Regions from separate parts of the Bos taurus genome. Here region 1 is linked to region 2. The links are chromatin contacts, called in public Hi-C maps. All regions are on one chromosome and are shown on one strand. The core of a region is the stretch at or near the end of the contact, and the rest is flanking DNA. Distances in the headings are between cores, read along the strand shown. Region 1 holds the start of AHNAK (AHNAK nucleoprotein). Region 2 overlaps AHNAK (AHNAK nucleoprotein).

Region 1 (5,932 bases), core at 3,154-5,653, 37 kb before region 2:
CAGGAACTCCTTATTTGAAGCCTGAGCTTTAAATACAGGCTAGGATTTGAATTGAGCTGGAGGAGGATGGGTTGACTTGGCTTCCTATGTTGAGTTTGAGTTTGGAGTTTGAGAATTGCTTAGAAAATAATGTTTGGATCCCAGAATCACCCAATAAACTTGCTGCTCCATTGGGGAAGATGATAGATTAGGAATCAAAAGTGAGAGACTTCCCTGGTGATCCAGTGGCTAAGACTCTGATCTCCCAATGCAGGGGGCCCGGCTTCGACCCCTGATCAGGGAACTAGATCTCACATGCCAAAACTAAGATCTGGTGCAGCCAAATAAATATATATTTTTCAAAGAATTGAAAGTGAATGGAGAAGGGCCTGGTGCTTGGCAGGGATGCTCATGTCTGAGCTGGTGTGTTGTATAGGGTGGAGAGGGGGGTCTGGGAAATGCCCTGTGACTCAAAAAAGGGGTGACAGTAATTTCTGTGCTCCTAAGGCTGACATGCCAAAGGGCCCTCGACTGGACGAAAAGTCTGCTTTCAAAGAGATTGAGAACAGATTGCACCTTTCACTTCCTTCCTGGGATCAGAGTTTAAAAGCCATGATGACTCGTAGAGCAATCGCATCTTTTCTTCCTCATCATGCACTGATTTCAGAGAAGGGGACTGTGGGGAGAAGGGAAGGGAAGGGGAATCCCCTGGCACAGGGCCTGCCCACAGAGCGCCCCTTTGGGGTTGCTATGGAAACAGGCATAATAAGAACAAAACAGAGGCACGTTGCCTGGCAACACAGGAGCCCAGGGTTCATCACACACATACTACCTACAAATCAGGGAACCCCCGGGGAGGGAGTGGCACTTTTGGTGAAGCTGGGGTATCCCAGTGATGACGAGTCCTAGAGCTGACCTTGCTTTTCCAGTGGGTCTGGAGGACTGTGTGGTGTGGGACACTTCTGAAGGGCAGTGGAGGACCAGCGGGAAGGCTGAAGTCCTCTCAGATCACTGGGTAGCTCTTACTTTGATGGGGAAATCTGAAACAATGTTCAGACGGAGGGAACTCCTTTTAACTAAAAAATAGTGTGTCTTTGTGGGGGGAGTAAGATATGGGTGTAAAAGATCTGGAAGAAAAAATGACATCCAGTTTTTCCAAAGCATGGGACTCACAGTACAAGGTAGCTTAGCATCAGAGGCTAGATCCTTCTGGACTAAGCACCTGGGGGCAGGGATTCCATCTTGTCAAGGACTCCGTTACCTGTACCACCACCACCACCATCACCTACCCCTGGCCCAGTGCTGGACACAGTAAATGTTTGTGCAAAGCTGCATGAGAGAACTACATGTGGGGGCTGAGAGTGAGGGGAACCTCGTGGGGTACAGGATGCTGTTGTATAAAGAACAGGAACTTTGGGGGGAGTTCTCTGGTGGGCCATTGGTTAAGACTCCAAGCTTCCAATGCAAGGGGCGCAGTGCAGGTTCGATCCCTGGTCAAGGAACTAAGATCCTACATGCATGGCCAAAAAAATTATTTAAAAAAACAAGATGAACAAGGGCTTTGGGGCCAGTTATATCTGCAGTTTATTCATTCATTCATTCACTCACTTTTTTAGCAAAGTGTTCTGGCGTGATTGCTAGGTGCCAGCCACTGCTGTAGACATAGAGTACGCAGCAGGAAACAAACAATGCCTGCCCTCCTGGAGCTTAGATGTGGATGGGAGCTTTGAGTCCGGCTTCTGAAGGTTATGTGATTTTAGGTAAATCACTGCCCCTCTCCCAGACCATTTCCTTCCTGCGTGTGAGGATTAAATGGGCTGACACACGAGGTGCCTACAGCAGTGTCAGACAAGATCACCATGAAGGTAGCTCTTGGGGAGGAGGGGTGAAAGACGGGGGCTACAGCAGTAGGCAGAAGGAGAAGGGGTGGCAGAAATCTCTCAAAGTGTTGCGTCTCCAGTTGCACCATTGAAGACTGTTGAAAATATTCCCTTTCCCTGCCAGCTTTGGTGTGGCAAATAGGGTCATGGCTTTTTAGGGGCAGAGTCTAGTTTACCCCTTCTGTATCCTCCTAGCCTAGAAGCAGGGAGGAGCCACTCCCCAGGACCACCTCCCACCAGGTATCCTGACACTCGTGCCCCTGAACCAAGTACCTGGACAGTAATCCCTGCTCTGCAGCTGCTCCCCAGACCGGCCTCTCCTGCCTTCTTCTCTGTTGACCAAGAGGGTGGCCAGAACAAACAATGGAGCTGATAAGTTGGCTCTGAGCCCAGGACACCAGCCTCTGCTCTTTCACTCCTGGGGGGTTGAGGGAGTCCCAGCTGAGTCGAAGGCGCAATATTCACACCCTCCCACACTCTTCCTTTCCTGTTTCAGCCCCTCCCTCTAAATTCCCATGGCCCTTTGTGCAGACCCCTATCTTTGTGGCATATGTCATATCGTAGCTATCTTTCTGAAAAACCTGTCGATCAGCTCCCATTTTAACATGCACTGGAAACCCTCACACTTTCAAGGAACCAAATGATTCATTTCGTAAAGTTAATACTCCTCTGATAAACTGTTAACTGTGGTTATTTTGGGGGAGAGGGACTAACTTGGGGGTGGAGGGAATCATCTACTTTTTACTGTTCTGCTTTTCTGTACTGACATCCTTCACCCTATAGAGGTATTGATTTTATCTCCGAAACAGCAACAAGGATTAATCAGATTTGTAGGGTCACGGCCCACTTTATCTGTATTCTTGGTCTATATTTAAAAAACTGAATACATGTTATTTAATATGAAATAAAATTAAAAAAATTTATATCGGAAATAATTAGCTGTTGGTTTTATTTTTTTAAAGCATCCCAAAGTTGAATTTTTTTTTTCTTTAAATAAGGTAGGTGCTGGGAAAGAGAAGCAGACCACAATGGAGGTGGAAGTGATTCTAAAAGTCTGGGTTTCTGATTCTGTGCTTGTGATACAGGTGGTGGAACTGCCTCTGCTCTAGGTTTGAGTCACTGTGTGTGCGAGAGAGAGAGAGAGAGAGAGAGAGAGAGAGAGAGACAGAGAGAGACAGAGAGAGAGAGACAGAGAGAGAGAGAGAGACAGAGAGACAGAGAGAGAGAGAGAGACAGAGAGAGAGAGAGAGAAAATATGAGAGATTGCCAGTGCCCAAGTCTGTGCTTTGACTATGTGTCTCTGCATGTCTGTGCCGGTCTGAATGCCTACACACGTGTCTCCACCTTTCTGTGTCCATTATCTGCCTGCCTGCCTGTCTGTGGCTCCTTTGGCTGGGTCTTCCCTCCCCCACGCCTGTACCCTATGCCGGTAACTGGACCTGGGACACAGCCCCCAGGGCTGGCAGCGGAGTTGGCTGTTGGGTATTTTTAGCCTGTAAACATGTTTGCCATTTCAGAGGACAGGGCCGCTGGTCTCAGCCCCAGCCCACTCAGGATGGAACAGCGGGCCAGGTCTTCTCAGGTCTCCAGCCTGGGGTCTCACTTCCCCAGCATTCCAGAGGAAAGACAAACTGGCTCCACGTGGGCAGTGGGTGGTCATCCAAAAGAGAGGATAAGAGGATTCATGGGGGTGAAGCCAGAAGGCCCCCCCGCACCCCGTCATTAAACGTTTAATAAAATCTCCGTGTAGTTAGAAGTGGCTGTGGGAAATGGCTGTAAAATTGGAAACTCAGCGTCCAGGGGAGTGGGGCGGTGGAGGAGGGGGTCCGAGCAGAAATAGAGAAAAGTGGGGGACAGGGAGGCAGGCAGCGCGGACTCTGATCCTGCAAGGGGTGCGGGCCTGACTCCCGTGTCGCTGCAGCGGCCAGAGAGGCACGGTGGCGCGTGGGGCGCTGGTGACCCTGACTCCAGCAGGTGGGGCCAACATCTCCAGGCCGGTTCTGGGGGCGGGGAGGGGCTGAGGGGCGCCCAGAAAGAGGGAGGGCGAGAAGTGGGCGCGGCTGCGTGAAGAACCAAGTGAAGAACCCGGGGCCTAGGATTAGAAGGGTAGTGGGCAGCGTTGAGAGAAAACTCAAAGGTCCGCTTCAGGCTGGAGGTCGCGGCTGAATCACTCAAGCCCCTGCAGGCGCCGGACCCCTTGGGTCCTTCCTGCAAAATGGGCTGATTTGCAGGTCCAGCTTCCAAGAGTTTCTTGCAGAAGAAGCCACCCGCCTAAGTCAGGGGGCAAATCCAGGCCCGGTGGGGCCGGGGTGGGCAGTGGATGGGGGCTGGGGAAGGCAGCACCTCGGATGTGCCGCGCCCCCGGGTCCCCGCGGCCCCGGTGCCCTCCCAGCAGCCCGCTCTCGGGTCCCAGCAGGGTCGGCCCGGCTCGCCCGTCCCAGCCCAGCTCCGGCCCCGCCCGGCCCCGCCCTCTCCCCACAGCTCGGGGCAGACCCGCCCGCTGGAGCCGGAGTTACAAGAGCCGCCTCCGCGCGCAGGGGCCCGGCCACTCGGAGCAGCTCCGCCGCGGGGACTGCACCGCCCGCCCTGCCGGACCCGCCCCGACCGGGGCTCGCCGCCTGCAACAGCCGCAGCACCGCGACCTCGGGCTCCGCGCCGGCTATGGCTGTGCCCTGGGGCTGAGCGCGCAGGTAGGGGCCTCCGGCGCACCTTGGCGCGATCGGGGAACGCGACGCCGGGAACGCGGGAGGGGAGGTGGGTGGCAGGACTTGGGCGAGGCTCTTTGGATGGGTGTCACTGTGAAGGCTCAACTTGGAGCAAGGTGGGCAGTCCCGGGCCGCCACGGGGAGGCCAACCGTGGTGTCCTGGAAAAGGAGCTCTGCCTCTGGAGTTGGGGCGTTGGAAGGGGCGCAAGTCGGGCAAAGTTGGAAAATCCTCCTAGGAGCGGTTTGCTCCAGTCCGTCTGTCTCTCGAGGGCTGATCGTTGTCCCTGCTGCACGGCCGGGCTCCGGTTCTTTGCCCAGTAACCCGTCCCACCCCCTCCTTCTCCATGGGGCGGTGGCTCGGCGAGCTGCTCCGCGCCTATTCCGTGTTTACTGGAGAAGTTTCCGAGATCGCGGCGCGGCCCCTCGGCCCCTCCCGGCGCCCCTGCGCCCCCGCGCCGCGCACCCCGTCCGCCGTCCCTCCCCGCGCCCCACACCTCCGCCCCTGACTTCGCGTCCCGAGTCCTCCGGGCCCCACCCAGTTCTGCACCACCAGCCTCTCCCTTTCTGGCTCCCGGCGGCCCCTCAGCCTCCCTTCGGCTGCCCCGCCCTAGTCTTGCCCCTCTGTGTTCCCAGCTCCAGAAAAAATCCCTTCTTCCTCTAGGGCGGCGGAGCCTGGAAGTTTGCAGCGCGCCCCGCGGCGGGACGGGTGGGAGTGGGGGTGGGGGACATAATTGGGGAGATTCTTGCACTGGGGGTGGGCGGGGAGTGGGGCTGTGCAGCGGCGCGGCCCTCGGGACCGCCCCTTCCCCTTCAGAGGCGGCGCTCTCTCCCCAACTCCACTCCCAAACCCGTCCGGGCGGGATGGCCCCCGCCCCAGAGCCTGGCTCGGCGCCAGCAGCCTGAGGAATGTGGTGGTTGGAGCCGGTGACTAATTCAAACCAGAACTCGGGGAGGAGTGGCGAGGGGTAAAGGGGAGGGGGGCGACGGGGCTTGTGTGGGAGGCGGGGGCCGGAGTCCGGCGGGCGTAGGGGGAGGAGGGCTCAGCTCCCCTCCCCGGACCCCTCCGCTCCCGCGGCGCGCTCTTGGGGCGACGGCGGAGGGGCGAGGTCCTGCTGGAGAGTTGGAAAGTCTCCGGGCTTAGGGTGTGTTCGGAGAACTGTGTTATATAAGGCTTTCCCATGCCGGGAGAGGGTGTGCAGTGCGCGAGGGCTGGCCCTCCGCTGGCGGGCTCGGTGCCCCCTGCAGTGCCAGGGCCCCGGGATGCGGGGGCGCAGCCCTTTGGCGTCGCTGGCCACGAGGGACACGTGGGTCTGAGCAAGGCTGACTCTGCCCCGTGGGTGGGAGGGGAGCCTAATGGGCAGAAGGGGC
Region 2 (6,375 bases), core at 3,440-5,939:
TGGACTTTCAGGGAGAGATGTTATTGGCTGGGACAGTCAGGGGTGGTGAGTCAGATGGATGATGAACATGGCAGTGGGCCAATCAAAGGTGAGAAACTTCTCAGCCACCCTCCTCCCACATCAGGCCCAGGGTGGAGGCAGTAGTGGCCCCAGGACAGGATCCGTCCCCTCTGCAGTGACCCTGACCACAGGCGAGGGGGCATGTAGGAGGTGCCAGGGGCTGGAGAAGCACGCGGAGGGCCCATCCCAGCGGACTTTTCTTGGCTTGTCCTGCCCCACCACTCTGAGTTCCCCCTTCGCTCTGTTCTTCTCACCTCACCATTTACCCCTGCCCTCTCTCAGTCCCTGACGGGGATGGTCCAAGGTATTCCCCAAAGTCCTTCGGGGCCCAGATCCAGGAGGTCTTAACACTCTGCAGTCCCAGTGCCGGCATTCAAGGCCAGGAGTGGCCTCAGGAGACCTGGAGGGGGTGGGCCTGGGCTCCTCAGGGTCCTTGGTTGGAGCTCCAGGGCTGAGTCACAGCCCGGGGCTTGCAGCCTGTCAGTGCGCCTGGCTTTAGGCAGTGTGACTGACTGTGGATGTGGCTCAGGGGACACTTGGAAAGTTCATTTATTTTGAAACACATCCCATGCTCACAAAAGACAGTAAATATTTTTCAGCCACTCAAACTCATTTCTGTATGTGTCAGGGTCCCTCCCGGAAATGTAGTTGAAGATAGTTCAGCTACAGAGACTTTAATGGGGACTCTTTATGCAGTAGTGGGCCAGGACCAAGAAGACAACAAGGGGTGTGAGACCCCCAGGGGCAGCAGGAGGCTGGTAACCCCCAGGTTACCCCTGGACCTGAAGGGGCCCGGGAAGAGATGGTGTTCCTGGAATCCAGTCATGCAGGACCACAGCATCTGCCAGAACCGCCTGCAGGGAGAAGCAGGAAGAAACACCCTGAGTTTCTCCCTGATGGTTGCTCGTGCTGGAGGGGAAGCCAGCCCAGTGTCACAGGTAGAGCAATCAGCCTCCTGGAGGCACAGAGTGAGGCAGAGATGCAGGGAGAAAGGGTCTGAGGGTGGAGGGCCAGATAGAGAACAGCCAGGACAATGTCTTCGTCCTCATTTTTCTGTTTGGCGAGTTTGACTTTCCATATATTGAGATTTCTTTGAATAGCCACAATTATGTGGGATACATCTAAGATATGATCATAAAATACTATGACCATTTTTGTTTTGAGCACACACAGTTATATTTCGGAGACACTGTACTTCTGTGAAAATTTTACTGTTAAGAATGTTTTAGTCCTCTGTCTTTAGGAATTGCTCTCAACATCACTTGTGCATTTAAAAAATACCAGTTTCCTTGGAGAAGTACAAATCTTCCTCTCTTGAGGGCTGCAAATAGCCAAAGGGCCTGGAAGATACTCCAGGGCTCCTAGGACAGAATACTGAAAAGATTCTGGGAGTCAGTAGGATTCTCCATGACCCTGAAGAAATGAAGCCCCCCCCACCTTGAGCCTCAGTTTCCTTATTTGTAACGTGGATAAGGCATATATTCTCTAAGGCCCTTGCCAGTTCCAAGAGTCTCTGATCTTAACAGAAGCAAGGCTGGTTAATTACGTGGATAGGGCTGTTTGGGGTCAAAAGCAAAGCATGATTATCATGTAGTGCAACTAATTTTCCCATGTGACCAGTAAATAGTCTCAAACGTTTTGAGCAACAGCACTGTTGAAATACTGCTATGTTTCCAGTGTCCCAAAGCCAAAGTACTGCACCCCCAAGACTCTGCATGTTGCTGGCACATGTGTCTCGTTTCTTGAGTCCCGTCTTAGCTCTCTGGCATTGCGCTTTAGCTGTGATGTGAGAGGTGCAGCTAAGCATGTGACTGATTTTTTTTTAAGTGGATTTATTCACTTTAAACCTATACAGAAATTGCAAGAATGACACAGTGAATATCCATATAACTGAGACTTCCCTGGCCGTCCAGTGGTTAAGACTCTGGGCTTCCACTGCAGGGGACATGGTTTTGATTCCTGGTTGGGGGAACTAAAGATCCCACATGGCACAGTGCAGCCACACACACACACAAATATATCCATATAACTTTCACTTAATTTCCCAGTTTCACCTTGTTGGTTTTAATCTCTCTCTCTCTCTCTCTTTAGATGTTATAATTATCATTGTATCTGCTGACTCATTTGAAAGTGAATTGCAAACACCATGATCCTTGATTCCTAAGCCCTTCAGCATGTATGGACATTCTCTTACATAACAGTATCAGAGCCAAATTTAGGAAACTAAGCATTGCTACTATTATCTGACATATTGCCCATGTTTAAATTTTGCCAGTTGCCTCAATGATTACAATTTCCTTCCAGCAATGTCTATTTTCCCAGTGAGGCCCCAACCATCCATGATCCCACATGGCATATAATTGCCATGGTCTCTTTAGTTTCTTCAACCTGGAACAGTTCCTCCGCTTTTTGTTGTCGTTTGGACACTGATTTTTGAAGTGTAAGGGGCCAGTTGTTTTGCAGAAACGTCCCCAATGTGGGTTTGTCTGAGGACATTTCTTCACGCTTTGGTTCAGGTTTTGCCTTCTGGGGCAGGGAGCGCACAGAAGTGGAGTGAGATCCCCGCTCAGGACCCTCAGGACTCGGGTCCCTTGATGAAGGAGGAAATTGCCTAGTTTCTCCATTGTAACAGTACCATGCATTTTTCCCCCTTTGGAATTAACAAGTAAACCCAAGTTTTCAAGAAAGAAGTCCAAGTTTGGGCAAGTTTATTTTGCAAGCGTGCTTGAAAGAGCTGGTGGCCTGCACGCCTCGGCCTTGGCGGGCTCTCTGGCTGGGGTTTGGAAACCGGAGTTCTGGCTTCGGGCTCCGCAGCACAGAGCAGCTCTCTGTCCGTCCTCCCAAGGACAAAGAATTCGGTGCATGAATGCTTGCCATGGGGTGGGAATGCCAGAGTGTTTACCAGCCTCTGAATGGCCGGGTGTCAGGCATTTGATTCCCAGGGCTGACCGATCCCAGCAGAGGCTCTGCCCTGCATGGGCCGCAGGACATGTGTGGGGAACATTCTGCTGAGCACGGTGATTTCAGTTCCCTTTAAAACCCTCTGTTGTTTTCCACCACAAACTTGAGGCCTGGCCTTCATGGAAAAACTTGCCAGCAGTGAGGCCAAGTATCAGAAAGAGTTAAGGATGAAAAGACCTTCTCTAGGGACAGGGGACCTGCTGGTCCACAAGGTGCCCCTCTCCTGAGATTTCATGCTGGCTTCTCCCTGTGCTTAGTCGCTCCAGTCATTACTCTTTGCGACCCCATGGACTGCAGCCCGCGAGGCACCTCTGTCCATGGGATTTCCCAGGCAAGAATACTAGAGTGGTTGGCATGTTCTCTTCCAAGGGATATTCCTGACCCAGGGGCTGAACCCTGGTCTCCTGCAGCTCCTGCACTGCAGGTGGGTTCTTTATCTCTGAGTCACCTAAATACTGTGTGCAAAGCCCTTTTCCTCAAAGGAACCTGCAGTCTAGTAGAGGAATAATAATGATGATAATGATAGCTCTCAGTTCTGCTGCTTCCTAGCTGTGTGATCTTGGGCAAATTACTACAACTCTCTGTGCCTCAGTTCTCTTATCTATAAAATGGCAATAATATGTTATCTCTCTTATAGCTTTCTTGTGAGGATGATGTAAGTTGACACATATAAGGTGCTTGGCATATAGTAAATACTGGAAGTGTCAGCCATTTCTATGGAATACTTACTTTGTGTTAGGCACTGTATATGTACTGTATATGCTTTATCTCTTTTGATTTCTGCAACATCCCTCTAAGGTGGGTATTGTTTTCCTCACATCGAAACTAAGGCTCAGAGAGTTTAAGCAATTATTTTCAGGGTCACACAGCTAGTGAGTGGCAGAAACTGGAGAACTCCGGGCAGCTTGGTTGGTTTCTGGTCCAGCCCAGAAAAGGCTGTTATTCATCTAGGGAGTAAGGGGAGGCTCCAGGCTTCAAAAAAAGTGAACTCTTGGTCTGGGTTCAGCCTCCTCAGCAGCTGCCAACCCCTCCCACCCACTATTACCCTAGGTCTTTTCCCCTTTGGAGTATTCAGAGTATTCACTCTTCTGGATGATAATAAACAAGGGAGAGTCCACAATCAAAGTGTTTGCATTGTAACTGGCCCCACCCACTGTCCCTGACCACAGTCCAGGCAGCCTGGAGGCCCCTTCCACCACCCTCTCCAGTGGAAGGGTTGCCCCCAGCTGTGGGAATGCAGGCCAGCTGAGGCCTGTTGGGCACATCTCTGGGGGAGGGCCTGAGAGCATGAGGGGACTCCAGAGAGTAGTTTTGGGCAGGACGTGGGTGTGTGTATTCAGTTGTGTCCAACTCTTTGGGACCCAGCGGACTGTAGCCCACCAGGCTCCTTTGTCCATGGGATTTTCCAGGCAAGAATACTGGAGTGGGTTGCCATTTCCCACTCCAGGGGATCTTCCCAATCCTGCATTGGCCGGCGGATTCTTTACCACTGCACCACCTGGATAGTGGCTCCCAAAGTGGACAGCCTTCCTTATTCCTTTTCCTGCCAGCTTCCTAGGCTCCAAGGCTGAGACTCTGGAGCCCAGCCTGAGAACTCGCTAACGGTCATCTGTTATGGGAGTGAGCCAAGGACTTGCTCAGTCCCACCCACCCACCACCGGCGCCCCACCCAAACGGAATGCGAAGGAACTGGAGCCTCCTTGAGGTTGGACCACTCGCTCTTTACTGTGGAGACTCTGGGGGTCCGAGGGAAGAAGGAAGCAAAAAGCAATCTATAAGGGAAATAGAAGCGCGAGCCCGGGAGAGGATAGAGGTGGATAGGGCGGCGTGGCGGGCGGTGGGGGCCGGGAGGGAGAAGCCAGTAGGGGTGGAGCGAAGCCCCAGGAAGAGAGGAGCGGAAAATGGGGAGGTTTGGAACGAGCAGCTGGGAACGTGACAGGGCGTGGTGACGGAAGGAAAGAAGAGAGGCTTTACAGGGAGCAGGGACTGTGCCAAAGGGCTTTGGGGGGATTTTAGCCCTGCTCCCCATCTCTCTAAGTCCCTCCTAGCGCCTCAAATGAATTTACGACCTAAATAAAACAGCACCCTTGCAATGTCAGGTTCTTCCACTCCAACCAGAAACTAGATGACACCCCTAAGCTCCCCATAATGTAGTCATGAGGCCGCTAGCGTCCAAGGAGCGAGAGAACCACGCCGAGACCCGCGGTCCGGGAGAAATGAGAGGGAGCGAGGGAGTGAGGCACCCTAGAGGAGGGCGGAGGGCAGTTTCTAGGGAGCCTCTGACGCCACGCCCCCTTCGACGGAGCAGCCAATCGCCAGGCTGTATCCTGTTCTCGTTACTTGTTGCCAGGCAGATTTTTAGCCACCTCTAGGCTACTGTGAGCCCCCAGCCTAGGTTTGGATGAGGAGGGTCGGGCGCGGGGCACCGCGGGCAGGGAAGAGGTGGGGAAGAAAGTGAGGGGGTGGGAGGCTTCGGAAAGCTGCTGGAGGCCAGTAACACTTCCCAGGAAGGGCGTGGCCGCAGGAGCTAGCCCCCTCTCCCTGGTGGGTCCCTAAGCCCGAAGCCTTGCGGGGACACAGGCTTTTCCCATAGTCAATCGACAGCTTTGTGCTCTGAGAAACTCCTGCGCTGCGGAGAGCCAGGGCCCTGTATGTTAATACTTCGGGATATTTACATGTAAAAAGAGGACTTTGGGGCCCTGAGGGGTGGGTCCGTCTGGGTGGTTATTTCAGGCCTTTGGGCAGGTCAGCTCTGAGTATTTTGGGAGAGGAGAGCCTTTTAGCAAAGCCTCACAAACAACGCCAGTAGGTGCCCGCGTGCCCGCCTTACTTTCTCCCCCAGGGGCCTGACGTGGCTTCTCGCCTGTAACCTGGAGTTTGACCCCTGCCTGCTGCCTTTTTTGTTTTGTTTGACCACACCCCATGGCTTGTGGGGCCCAGACCAGTGGAAGCTCAGAATCTTAAACACTGGTTGTTGTTATTCAGTTGCTCAGTCCTGTCCAACTCTTTGCAACCCCATGGACCGCAGCATGCCAGGCTTTCCTGTCCTTCACTATCTCCTGGAGACTGCTCAAACTCATGTTGGTTGAGTCGGTGATGCCATCCAACTTATCTTATCCTCTGTCCCCCCCTACTCCTCCTGCCCTTAATCTTTCCCAGCATCAGGGTCTTTTCCAGTGAGTCAGCTCTTCACATCAAGTGGCCAAAGTATTGGAGCTTCAGCATCAGTCCTTTCAATGAATAATTCAAGGTTGATTTCCTTTAGAATTGACTGGTTTGATCTCCTTGCAGTCCAAGGGACTCTCAAGAGTCTTCTCCAGCACCACAGTTTGAAAGCATCAATTCTTCATTGCT

The links. Hi-C and Micro-C count contacts between places; a contact is called where the count stands out from the background.
Region 1: a contact with region 2 is called in a Hi-C map of skeletal muscle, with 2.2 times the contacts expected there. The contact joins the promoter of AHNAK here to the enhancer-like site in region 2. A contact is called at or near these places in 3 of 11 Hi-C or Micro-C datasets (liver and skeletal muscle).

What each region holds. Positions count from the first base shown.
Region 1 is chr29:40,905,946-40,911,877 of ARS-UCD2.0, reverse strand. It overlaps AHNAK (AHNAK nucleoprotein), which reads left to right and starts at 4,403. Exons shown (of 6, transcript XM_024987677.2): 1 at 4,403-4,549. It also overlaps a transcript of CSKMT not described here.
Region 2 is chr29:40,869,110-40,875,484 of ARS-UCD2.0, reverse strand. All of the region lies in intron 4 of AHNAK (AHNAK nucleoprotein), which reads left to right. It also overlaps a transcript of CSKMT not described here. Among named protein-coding and RNA genes, the nearest start is that of AHNAK, 35 kb to the left of the region's middle. Within about 2 kb of position 4,689, at least 92 of the 102 cell types and tissues checked have an H3K27ac peak or open chromatin away from gene starts, as enhancers often do. A contact at or near this core is called in liver and skeletal muscle, where this site is marked.